Linked DNA regions of Mus musculus: all the other regions are linked to region 2. A link is a contact called in public promoter capture Hi-C data. All regions are on one chromosome and are shown on one strand. Each heading gives the region's core, a stretch centred on a gene start, on an enhancer-like site or on the middle of the called end of the contact. The rest is flanking DNA. Distances are from core to core; before and after follow the strand shown. Region 1 holds the start of Samd4b (sterile alpha motif domain containing 4B). Region 2 holds the start of Hnrnpul1 (heterogeneous nuclear ribonucleoprotein U-like 1). Region 3 holds the start of Pak4 (p21 (RAC1) activated kinase 4).

Evidence for each region. Promoter capture Hi-C pulls out the DNA fragments that hold promoters and counts their contacts.
Region 1: a promoter capture Hi-C map of erythroid cells shows a contact between it and region 2, with 2.9 times the contacts expected there. The contact joins the promoter of Samd4b here to the promoter of Hnrnpul1 in region 2. A contact is called at or near these places in 1 of 39 promoter capture datasets (erythroid cells) and 1 of 115 datasets of contacts at active chromatin or transcription factors (thymic regulatory T cells).
Region 3: a promoter capture Hi-C map of pre-B cells shows a contact between it and region 2, with 3 times the contacts expected there. The contact joins the promoter of Pak4 here to the promoter of Hnrnpul1 in region 2. A contact is called at or near these places in 2 of 39 promoter capture datasets (liver and pre-B cells).

What each region holds. Positions count from the first base shown.
Region 1 is chr7:28,434,527-28,438,081 of GRCm38.p6, reverse strand. Samd4b (sterile alpha motif domain containing 4B) reads left to right here and starts at 1,891. Exons shown (of 13, transcript NM_175021.3): 1 at 1,891-1,944. It also overlaps a transcript of Gmfg not described here.
Region 2 is chr7:25,753,419-25,757,558 of GRCm38.p6, reverse strand. Hnrnpul1 (heterogeneous nuclear ribonucleoprotein U-like 1) reads left to right here and starts at 2,800. Exons shown (of 15, transcript NM_144922.3): 1 at 2,800-3,218. The coding sequence starts at 2,924. Axl (AXL receptor tyrosine kinase) reads left to right here. Exons shown (of 20, transcript NM_009465.4): 20 at 1-1,059.
Region 3 is chr7:28,596,922-28,600,481 of GRCm38.p6, reverse strand. It overlaps Pak4 (p21 (RAC1) activated kinase 4), which reads left to right and starts at 2,298. Exons shown (of 10, transcript NM_027470.3): 1 at 2,298-2,447.

The DNA.
Region 1 (3,555 bases), core at 642-3,141, 2.7 Mb before region 2:
CACTGACTGCTGCTCTTCCAGAGGTCCTGAGTTCAATTCCCAGCAACCACATGGTGGCTCACAACCATCTGCAATGGAATCTGATACCCTCTTCTGGTCTGTCTAAAGACACCTACAGTGTGCTCATAATTAATAAATCTTAAAAAAAAAAAAGACTTAAAATATCTGTGTTTCTCTGCGCAGCCCTGGCTGTCCTGGAACTCGCTCTGTAGACAAAACTAGCCTTGAACTCAGAGAGCCACCTGCCTCTGCCTCCCGAGTTCAGGGTCTCAATATGTAGACCAGGCTAGCTTCAAGCCTACAGAAATGCTCTGCTGGGATAGGACGCGCCGCTAAGCCCAGTTCCCGTCAACTCTTTCCTGTGCCATCTTCACAATGTTGGTCTAGTACTCATTTCTTTTCTCAACTCATGTGCCCTCATTTCTCAGAATTCCGTCTGAGCCTTGTCTCCATTCACCCCTCATACCCTCCTTGGGATTGGTCACAAACTCCCACAACCTCAATTACCATCTCTAATGATCCTTAAATCCTGGTCTCCAGCCTCAATTTGTGCCCGAGGTGGGGCAATGGTCTTGACCTCAGTGTTGGCTGTCCCACATTGAGCTTCTCCTCTGGGACCCAATCTCCCAGAGGGCTTTGTCCTGGACTTTTCTCTTCCGCCCTGTGGCCAGCCAGTGGCAAAAGGCTAGTTCAATGGGCCACCTGAGTGTCCCGCCTACTTCGCACCTCCTCCCTCCCCAAGGTCCCTTCCAGATGCAACCCCGCCCCAACTCCCCAGGTAGCTCCCTGGGTTCTCTCTTCTGTGTCTCATTCCTTCTCACCCCACTTCCCTATGTAAGCTAGAGGCGTCCCTTCCAAACTCCCAAGTCCCCAAGACCTTACTGGCCCCGTCACTCTAGTCGCTGTGCCTTTAGCACAAGTGCATACTCCCTCCAGTGGCCAAACATCTAGCCGCAGCTCATTTCCTACCACTCCCTGTCGTAAATTCGACACTCCACCCTGACTGTATTTCTTGGAGTTCTCGGAACAAGCCACGTTGCTGTCACCCTTCTGGAGAGCCGGCCCCTTTCCAGTCAGTTCACCCCAGCGCAGGACAGTTTGTGGATGGACTAAGATCACGACAAGAGTGATGGAAGCAATCTCCATTTATTGACAGCCTCTTATGTGTGGGGTCTTATCTCTTTCCACCCTTAAAGGGTCGACCTCGCTCATCTTGAGGTGTCACTTGAGGCGCGGCCGATCGATACCAGGAGCCAGGAGGCAGCATTGTCATCCCAAAGGGCGATGGTACTACCGGACACAAACCCTGGGCGGGGTGTGACCGAGGGGCGGAGAGGAGGGGGTCCTTGAACGCCAGAATGAGGAATTGTGACTGGGTTCGCCGCTACTGAGTTAGACCGGCGCGAGACTGCCCCCTGCGGGTCCGTAGGTCCAATCGCGGGCTTCGCCAGACCGTTGCCCGGGGCAACGCGGCGCGCGCCCCTCCTCTTCCCGGCCCTCTGCTCTCCGCCCGGGGCCTGTCCGTCTGTCCGTCACCTTCTCGTCAGACCAATCGTAGTGAGGAGGGGGCGGGCCTCTCAGGCCTCCTTCCAGCCCTGTCGCTCCCCTCCAGGCCAAGACCCCGCCTTTCTTGCCGCACACCTCCCACCCTTCGGTCTGCCCTCGCCGCCAGTTGGCTGGGCTCACCGTCTGTCAATAGGGTGTGAGCTAATGCTGGCGCACAGTGGCCCTCCGGGGCGGGGCCAGGGGCGGTGACGCACGGCGCGGTGACGCAGCGCGACGGCGGCGGCGGCGGCGGCGGCGGTGGTCGGTGCGGGAGGAGGGAGGGGAGCTCTCGGGCCAGAGAGGGGGCGACGGCGGCGGCGGCGGCGGCGGCAGCGGCGCGGGTGGCGGCGGCTGCCCGAGGAGGTGCGGGTGGCGGCGGCGGCGGCGGAGGCCGAGGCGGTGAGTCTCGGGCAAGGCCGGGCCGGCGGGCGCGGGGCGGCGGCGGTCGAGGCGCGCGGCGCTCCCCTCAGGGCGACCCAGGCCGCGCGGCCGGCCCCGCCCCCTCAGGGACCCCGCGCCGCGGGCTGCGGCGGGCGGCTGACTCGGGCCTCGGGAGGCCGGAGGATCCTGGAGGACCCCTTAGGGTTCCGCACTCAGCCCGTTTCTCCCTACCCGGGCCCCTTCCTCAGTTTCCCTCCCAAACCGTCACGCCCTGGGGCTAGCCGAGGGGCCGGGCCCGGGGACTTCTGTCCTGACTCGGCACACATCTGCCTGGTCCTCCCGCACGACTCCAGCGGCCTCCCCGGAGACCACCCTCAGCTTTCAACTGCCTCCTCTGGGGACGCTCCCTGTGGATCCCCGCCCTTTGGTCCTTGGTTCTCTCCTCACATCTTCCTCCTGAATCGCAACACATTCCTTGGTGGCTACTCGTCATCTGTCTTCACAGCACAGATATTCCAGGCATCTCCCCCAGGAAGAACCTTAAAGCCCCTAAACCGCCCCCAGATACTCTCTGCATCTAACCCCCCCCCCATCTGCATCACATATTCAAGTCATCTCTCCTTCAGACTTCTTCAAATACCCCCAAGAATTTACCCTTCTACCTCTCCCCATTCCAAAAGTCTTAGAGATTTTCACTCTTATCCCCAAATTCTTCAGGATGTCCCTGGTGAACACTACATCATCCTTAAAGAGCTTGCATATCCCAGAACAGTCGTCCTCAGATACTCAGGAAGTGCTCTTAGATGCCAAAACTCACCTAGAGGACCCTCTCCTCTCCTCTCTTTGCTTCCACCTCCTATATACGCCCTGTCCTCTTCTCATATTTCTTAGACCCTTCTATAGATTTCCAAACTCATGTTACACAAATATTCCCCAGCTTGGAATGCTCTAGAGGTAATCTCATGTACCCCAGCCCTTTTCTCCTCAGCCTCTACACCTTCTAATCTTGAAAATCTCCAGAGTTCCTCTCATATTCCCAAAACCTCTTCCAAAGCCTGTCTTCTGTATCCCAAATCCTTTCCAGTAACACACACCACATGTTTTAAGAATAGTGTACGGACTCCAAAAAAGTTTCCTCATAGCCTCTATTCTTCTCAAACTTTTCTTGGATAACCTGAAAATTTGAAACTCCCTTTCTAGCCTTTGGTAAACTTTCTGACACTCTTCCTTACAATACTGAAACACCCCTCTAAGCTACAGCTTTCAGGACCCCCATGCATCACAGAACTTAGTAACCCTGAGATGGCCTTTAGTTCTTTCTTTTTCTCAGACTTTCTTATTAAAAGACTTTTCTAGCTATCTCTTCCTCAGAATCTCCCCCACCCCCAATTCTCTAGAACCATCTTTAGAAAGCCTTGCATACCTACCTAATCTTTCTTCAGTATAGCTGAACACCCAGAATTCTTTGTGGAAAACCTACTCCAATGCTTTCAGGTCTTCATTAGGAGTCTTCTTCCCTCAGCCCTATATGCTTGGGGTTTTTTTTTGGGGGGGGTTGTTTGTTTTTAAACTTGAGATTTCTCATAAAGCCCCCCAATGCCTACCCTACCCTGTATTTAAAAATCCCTC
Region 2 (4,140 bases), core at 1,551-4,050:
TCCACAGTCTAGAGTATTAGGTACGACTCCAAGGGTGGGCGCTTGTAGCCATCCTAAGTCCTTTCCCTCCTTAAGCACCTATGCTCCTCCTCTCCTTGTGTGGGGTACACCCCACCTTAAGCCTGTGCGATGCACTGGGAATGCCTGCTTTCCTCCAAGGGATGGGTCATCTCCCCTCATTTGGGGCCATGTTGCCCCTTGAGCCAGTCCCCTATGCCTGTTCTGAAGTGTGGACTCTGGTGCCTCCAGAGAGGCTCAGATCACATAAAACTTTTGTCAGTCACTATTCTGTCTCTTGTGTCCATTCAACTGTGCTACGTCCCCTCTCCCTAGAGATTCGGTTTCCCCACTGTGAGAAGAAAGGCTCCTGTAATCCCAACACCTGAGCGGCAAGAGGATGGAAAGTTAGTTGCAGGCCATCGTGGCTTACCTAGAGGGACCCTGACCTCAATAAAAAGAATAAGAAGAGTTTGAGGGACACATGGGAATGTTTTCATTAGTGAGAGTAGACATGAACCATGCACATAGACAAATATATACAACCAAGGAAAGTCAGACTCTCAGAAAGCCCTGAGGAATACTCCCTCTCTGTCAGAGAGAGAGAGAGAGAGAGAGAGAGAGAGACAGAGAGAGAGAGCCAGACAGAGAGAGCGAGCCAGACAGAGAGAGAGAGAGAGGGATGGAGGGAGAGAGCGATCCCCGACAGGGTCTTACACAAACATTCCAAAGTAACAGACATGTGAATTAGTGCACATGCTCAGGCAAACCTAGCCACAAATGCAAAGGCCCAGTTATGCACTCACAGTAACAGAAACATATAAACCCACACTTGTAAATCTGCAAACATCAGCAGGCAGGTACTCACCAGCAATAGGAAGAACCTTTAGTAACAGACACAGAACAAGCATTACACACACTCAAGAATCCAACATGGTGCACATAATCCCGGCGCTTGAGAGGTATAAGCAGAAAGATCAAGACTTCAAGGTTGACCTTGATTTCACAGAGAGATGCAGGCCAGCCTGGGCTACATGAGACTGTCTTAATAAAGAAGAAAATAAACTAACATGCCCAGACTAGTACAAAAGATTCTCACATAGGCAAACATTCAGATTGTTGAGGAAAGATGGACCAGAACACCTCGAACCACAGATGGACAAAGATCCGAGTCTTCACTTTTTCCTAGTCTGTGACTACTACCATTTCAAGAACCCTATGCGGCGCCCGGTCGCCCCCCGGTGGTGGTTCCTGAGAACTGGGTACAGTTCAATCCGGGCCACAAAGTTTTTTTTTTTTTTTTTTCTTTCAAAAAACAAATCATTGTGGTCAGCTGGGAGGAGAGAGGAAGTCCGACGTGGGCGAGGGGCGGGGTGTCTGGACTGGAACCTCGGGCCCACGTGAGTGTCTGTCCCGCTGCTGAGTGGGTGCTGTGTGTCTAGGTTGCTGTGGTGTGAGCTTGTAGCGTGAACTGTCTTAGCTGAGCTTTGTCGCACGATGCTGCATGCTTGTGCCACACCTACACTGCCGTTTGAAGTCTTATCCTGAATTGATGCTTTTGGCCTGTCACGCCTATTCATTTATTGTGGGATGTTTGCGTGTGTCTAATAGAGAGTGTTTGTGGCTTTTGTTGGGAGTTAAGGCTATAGATGTCGGTGCACATTTGCGTTGTGCGTCTCGGTGTTATTTCACTAAGTTTTTGTCTTCTGAGCAAAGGGCGACAGGTGTATGGATTAACACAACCTGTCGTAATTACGGATTCTCGTGTGCGAATTGGTCAGAGTAGACACAGCAAGATTGAGGTTGAGCAACAACGGTTTAATGGATTCGAGATGGAAAGCCGCGAACTTCTGCAGCTATGCCCAGAGCGGGAAGGCTCTATGGTTGCGTGCAGAGTGGCTTGTCTAGCAACCATAGAGAAAGCGCCCTGGGAGGTTGTGCATCAAAGGGAGGGGTGCGATTTACCACACAACTTTTCTCCCGTTGTTAGCCTAGCCCCTGCTTTCAACCCTTCAGCGCTCTCCAGGACCAATTTTGTTGTTGTTGTTTCTCATAAAGGCAACTGGGTTTCTAACAAACGATGAGTAACAGATCCACTTGATTTTCATTCCGTATTATACCCTGCTGTACGGAGAACTTTGAGAGGCAAGCCTCTCAAGAATGGCCAATCTAGTTCGCTTTTTCTAAAGCGCTCAAGCTCTGGCAGTGGTGAAATATAACAGTAACTGCGATTGGCGAACAGGTTGTTTTGAAACCGCCCTAACGGCAAGGGGCGGGGCCTCGGTGAATTAATCTCCTTCCGGTTCCCGAAAGGCAACAGGAAAGACGAGGGTTGGCCGGCCTCTTCCCGCCGCATTTGATTGGTTGTGGTGGTTTTACCCGCTTGGCCTCCGCGAGGGGGCGTGAGATGAAGACCAGTTAGAATGTGTTTTACAGAGAGTCTGAGGGAAGCACGGCGCGGAGAGACTGGGCGGTTGTTCTGAGATCTGGCTGCTAATGGCTCCAAGTCGTTACTCCCTTTCCTTCATTTGACTGTACCGCAGCGGGCGCGCGAGCGCTACCCAATCAGCGCTTGCTCCGCCTCTCGCCTTTTCCCGCCCTCCACTCTGGCCGCGACTTCAACGTAGGCTAACGCTTCCTCTTAGGCAGCTCCTGAGCCCTCTAGTACCGTTCTTTTGAAAGCCACACTGTGATTGGCTTGGTTCCCGGGCCCGCGCCCGTTGCCCCATGCGCTGACCAATTGAGACTCGTTTTACATCGTACGGTCCGGGCAAGGGGGAGGAGGCGGCGGCGGCCATCTTGAGCCGCCGCCGCCATTGGAGTGGCCCCCCCTTTTCCCCCTTCGCCTCCTGACAGGCAAGGTTTAGGGGGGACAGAGCCCTGGGAGGCCGGGCCAGGCTCGGGGGCCGCCCCGGGGGCCCGGGCCATGGATGTGCGTCGCCTGAAGGTGAACGAACTTCGCGAGGAGCTGCAGCGCCGCGGCCTGGACACTCGCGGCCTGAAGGCCGAGCTTGCTGAGCGGCTGCTGGCGGCGCTAGAGGCCGAGGAGCCCGAAGACGAACGGGAGCTCGAGGCTGACGACGATCCGGGGTTACCTGGGCACAACAACGAGGAGGTCGAGACCGAGGGGGGCTCCGAGCTGGAGGGGACCGCGCAGCCACCGCCGCCCGGGCTGCAGCCGCACCCGGAGCCCGGCGGCTACTCGGGGCCGGACGGACATTGTGAGAGTGCGCGGGGCGGGGGACCGGGGAGCCTGGAGTCCGGGCCGAGGACGGGCTGTGGGACGCGGGAGCTCGACTCCACAGAGATCCAGGAGATGGTCTGAGGAGCCAGGGATCCTGCCACCTGCCGTTGTAAAGGATCTGCGGCCAGGGCCTCGGGGCAGCCTGAGGGCGGATCCTGGCCTTCGGTGCAAGGAAAACCGTGTGGAGGGGGATGGATTTTATTTTAAGGCGACCAGGGTCCTAGCGGGCGGGCGGGGAGGATTTTATATCCTGGGATTCGGAGACTGGAAACTGCTTTGGGGTTCTGTTTTGTGGCTTTGAGTTGGAAAAAGTCGGAAGAACTAGACGTTTTAGGGAAAGGGGTGTCGGGGGGCGGCGTCTTGGAAAATGAGAGATTCTAGCCGAGCGGTGAGCTGACAGCTTGGGGTAGCCATGCTAGTCCACCGTTTGGGCTGAGTCTCAAAAGCTGGATTTTCAGGTAGCGGAAGAATGGCCTAGGGTGCAGGTCAGGGAGAATTTTAAGGGTAGAAGATCTTTGATTTTCTTCACGGATGGGATAAGATCTGCTTAGTGCTGGGGGTGGACTGGCACTTTGGACCTACGGGTGTCCAAGGCTGGGAAGAGTCTCCCAAAACATGGACTGAACTCTCCAGTGTGTGCCAGGTGGCCTTTTAGGAGGTAATGAAAGACCAGCAGATTTGGAAACCCCTATCCCCAACTCCTACATTTCCTCGAGGTTACAGGGTCAACCTTGAGGGCAGGTACAACTTGTATGTTTGGTACTGGGAGGTCTAGGCTATCTAGTTGGCTTCCAGAGGAGATTTGGGATCTAAATGGTGACAAGAAAGGACAGAATCTTCTCATGGACAAAGAAACTAGAGGGCCTAGAATTGGAAGGACTCAGGTTAGTACTCTGTGG
Region 3 (3,560 bases), core at 1,049-3,548, 2.8 Mb before region 2:
GGCTTGTTTTTTTTATTTTTGTGGATGATGGTTTCTAAAAGCAAACTGTGTACCACAGCACAGGAGCTCAATGAGGAAAGTGTGGCTGAGCAAATTAGAGTCAATTAGTAGGATGGCTTCTTAGGCAGCCCCAAGATTAATCTTCTTGAAGAATATTTATTGACATCAAGAGTCACTGATGATGTATATAGTCTTAGTTTTAAAAGGTATTTTTCTGGGGCTGGAGAAATGGCTCCGTCCGTAAGAGCACTTGTTGCTTTTTCAGAGGCCCTCTTCTAGCCTCTGAGAACACACACACGCAGAGGGGTACACACACACACACACACACACACACACACACACAGAGGGATGGGGAATATTTCTTTAAACCTACTTATTTTTCTGGGGTGGGGAATAATTATTTATTTTATTTTTTATTCTTTGGTTTTTCGAGACAGGGTTTCTCTGTATAGCCCTGGCTGTCCTAGAACTCACTCTGTAGACCAGGCTGGCCTCGAACTCAGAAATCCGCCTGCCTCTGCCTCCTGAGTGCTGGGATTAAAGGCGTGCACCACCACTGCCCAGCGGGAATAATTTTTAAATTTATTTACTCTTCTTTCATACATTACTTCTCAACTGCAGTGTCCCATCCCTCCACTCCTTCCAGTTCTCCCCATAAATCGTTTTTTTAAGATATATATTTCAGACCATTCTTCCAGGCATGGTAAGGAGACACGTGCCTGTAATCCCAGTGCTAAAAGACTCTCTTAGTGCATCGGAGGCCTTGAGTTCAAGTGGACATAAGCTGAAGGGAGAGATAGGGATGATGGGGAGAAAAGAAGGCAAGCAGAGACCTGAACCGCAGCCCTTCATTCATTCTTGGTTTGCACATGTTAACAGAATGCCTGCGGTGTGCCTGGCAGTGTGCAGGTGAAGCACACAGGCAAGCATCATTTAAGTGAATCTTTGGAGGGTGGAATTACCTTTTAGTCAGCCACCCCTTTTATAAATATGTACTGAGCATTTACATACCAATAATATCAAGGCTCTGGCTACGAGCAAAAAGCATAGTTCAAGGTCAGCCTGGGCTACGTCCTGAGACCCTGTCTCACGAAACCAAAACCAGCCAGCCAAACACAAAACCACAGGCGGCAAAGGAAAGGAAGCTTTGCCAGAAGCTGGCAAAGGATTTAATAGCACAAGGTAGGACATTTTGCCCCTTAGAGAACATAATGTTTGAGGAAAAACCCAAAGGAACCCTGGGAGTCAGGAGGATGCTTAAAGAAGAGAATCTTCCAGACAGAAGAAAAAGCCCGTGAAAAGAACCAGAGAAAGCCTGTTTGGGAAAACCTGTAGCCTCAGTCTCCCAAGGGGCTCAGCTGGGGAAAGCATTTGCCTAGAATTCTCTAGGGCCGGGGACTTCCCTAGTACTACTGCTTGCCTGTCCTGTATAAAAGCCCTAAGTTCAGTGTCTGATACCCAAATAAACAAATAAAACCCTCAAAATCCTTGATGAGAAAGCATTTTTAAATTTTTCAGTAAGACCTAATGAACCCATAGGTGGAAGGGTGTATTAGTTTATGGGCTTTGTTTCCGCTGTGTTTTCCATTTTGATTAATTTAAAAACACTTAATTACACTTATCCCTCTATTTTATGTCTATGGCTCTCTTGTGGAGGCTACAGATCAACTCCTGGGAATCAGTTCTACCGTGTGGGTCCAGGAGATCAAACTTCAGGCTCGGCAACAAGCGCCTTCTATCCACTGATGCATCTCACACACTCGTGATTGACTGACTTAAAAAAAAAAAAACTTATTTAAAAGATTAAGATCAAATAGTGTCAGATTTCCAGATTCGGACAGAGCTTCATTCAAAACTTGCTTTCAGTAGTCATAAACCAACTAGCATCCTATTAGCTTGTTTACCTGTAAAATGGGTGTTACAACAACAGGGTTGTGTTAACAGTTTACAGCAGAACTAGTCGCGTGCTAACAAAGGCATAATAAGTGCTTAAGAACTGTTTCTGGCCTTTATGTTCTCGTATTCCACTTTACTTTTTTGGGAGCCCGTGGGACTCTGCCACGCGAAAGTCGTTATTTCCCCTTTAAGAGGCGGAGTGGGCGGGGAGTCAACGATCCCGCACCTTTTCAAAACTTCCCAATCTCTGCTCTTCATTCTCCACCTAGCGGTCTCCGATTGGGCCACTCGCACCAATCAGTGGTTTTAGGGAACCCTGCCCGGCTCGCTGCCCCGCCTCCGAGTAGGCCCCGCCCATCACCCGGTCAGCTCCGTTGCCATGGGGACTAGTGGGCGGCGAGGAGTAGGGGAGGCCCCGGATGTTCATTGGGGATTCAACATGGCGGCGGCAGTAGCCGCGGCGGCGGCGGCGCGAGACCGCTGAGGGCGGTACGCGGGCACAGAGTTCTGGGCCAGGCAGCTAGGCCGCGAGCGACCGCGGCGCCAAGCCGGTAGGTTAGGGGGTTACCGTGCAAGGGGTTTGTGGCTGGGGGCGGGTGGGTCTGGGCACGCGCCGTGGGAGAGCGGTTATTCGGAAGGGGGCGGGGCCGGTCGGGTCAAAGTTCACTCTTGGAGGGGAGGGTCGCGTGGAAAAGGGTCGCGGGCCCAAAAATGAGGGAAAGGGGAGGGGACTGTCGCGACCAGTGGTTAGACCGGTGGAGGGGGCGTGGCCGGGTTTGAAATTTGTGCAAAGTTTGGAATACTAAGTGGGGGCGCATAGGAGGGGCTCGGAACGGGTCTCATAAAAGGGGGCGCTCAGAGTAACTTAAGAAGAGGGTGTGTCTGTCAGGGCTGGAGGTCACAACCTAGAGAAGTGGGCGGCTGCCCGGTCAAAGATTTAAAAGCCTCAACCGGAGGAGGAGGAGGAGGTGCTTGAGTTTTAGGTTTTGGGGGGGTGTCTGAGACAGCCCTTAGGTAGAAGGTACGAAGATAAAAATCTGACGGGTGAAGATGTTCTGGGAGGGCCAGAAACTAAAAACTCAAGTGGGGCACGTGCGGTGAGGAGGGGGACCAGGGACATCTAACAGAGCCTTCGAAAGTGTGTCCTGGTGTGTGTGGTGGGAGGAGAAGGGGAGCCCCTTCCCACTGATAATGAAGGCCACACACTGATAAAACACTGATGATAGGCTGGGCTTCCCTCTCCGCGTTAAAGCTCTGTGTATGTACTCATTTAGCGCGCAGTACAGCATCACTGGAGCCAAAGCTGTTATTAAGAAGCTAAGTGATTTGCCCCAGGTCAGCTAATGAAGTAAGGTGAGCAGCTGGGATTCCAGCTCCGGAGCTCTGTCCCAGAGTGCTTCTGTCTCCTGCTGCCTTTCACAAAATCTTGGTGCTGGTAAATGTTTAACGAGAGAGCGCGAGCGAGAGAGCGCGAGCGAGAGAGCGCGAGCGAGCGAGCGCACCGTGTATGCCTGGTCTTGTTTCATCCCTTATCTTGTGAGATGGGTGAGTTGGGTGTTAGAGAACACCCCTGTTTTCCAGGTAGAAAAAGTAATGCCAAGAAAGCTTTGTTAAGAGAAAGGAGCTTTGGTCTGCTACCTGCCACAGGGTCCACTTCCCAGGAG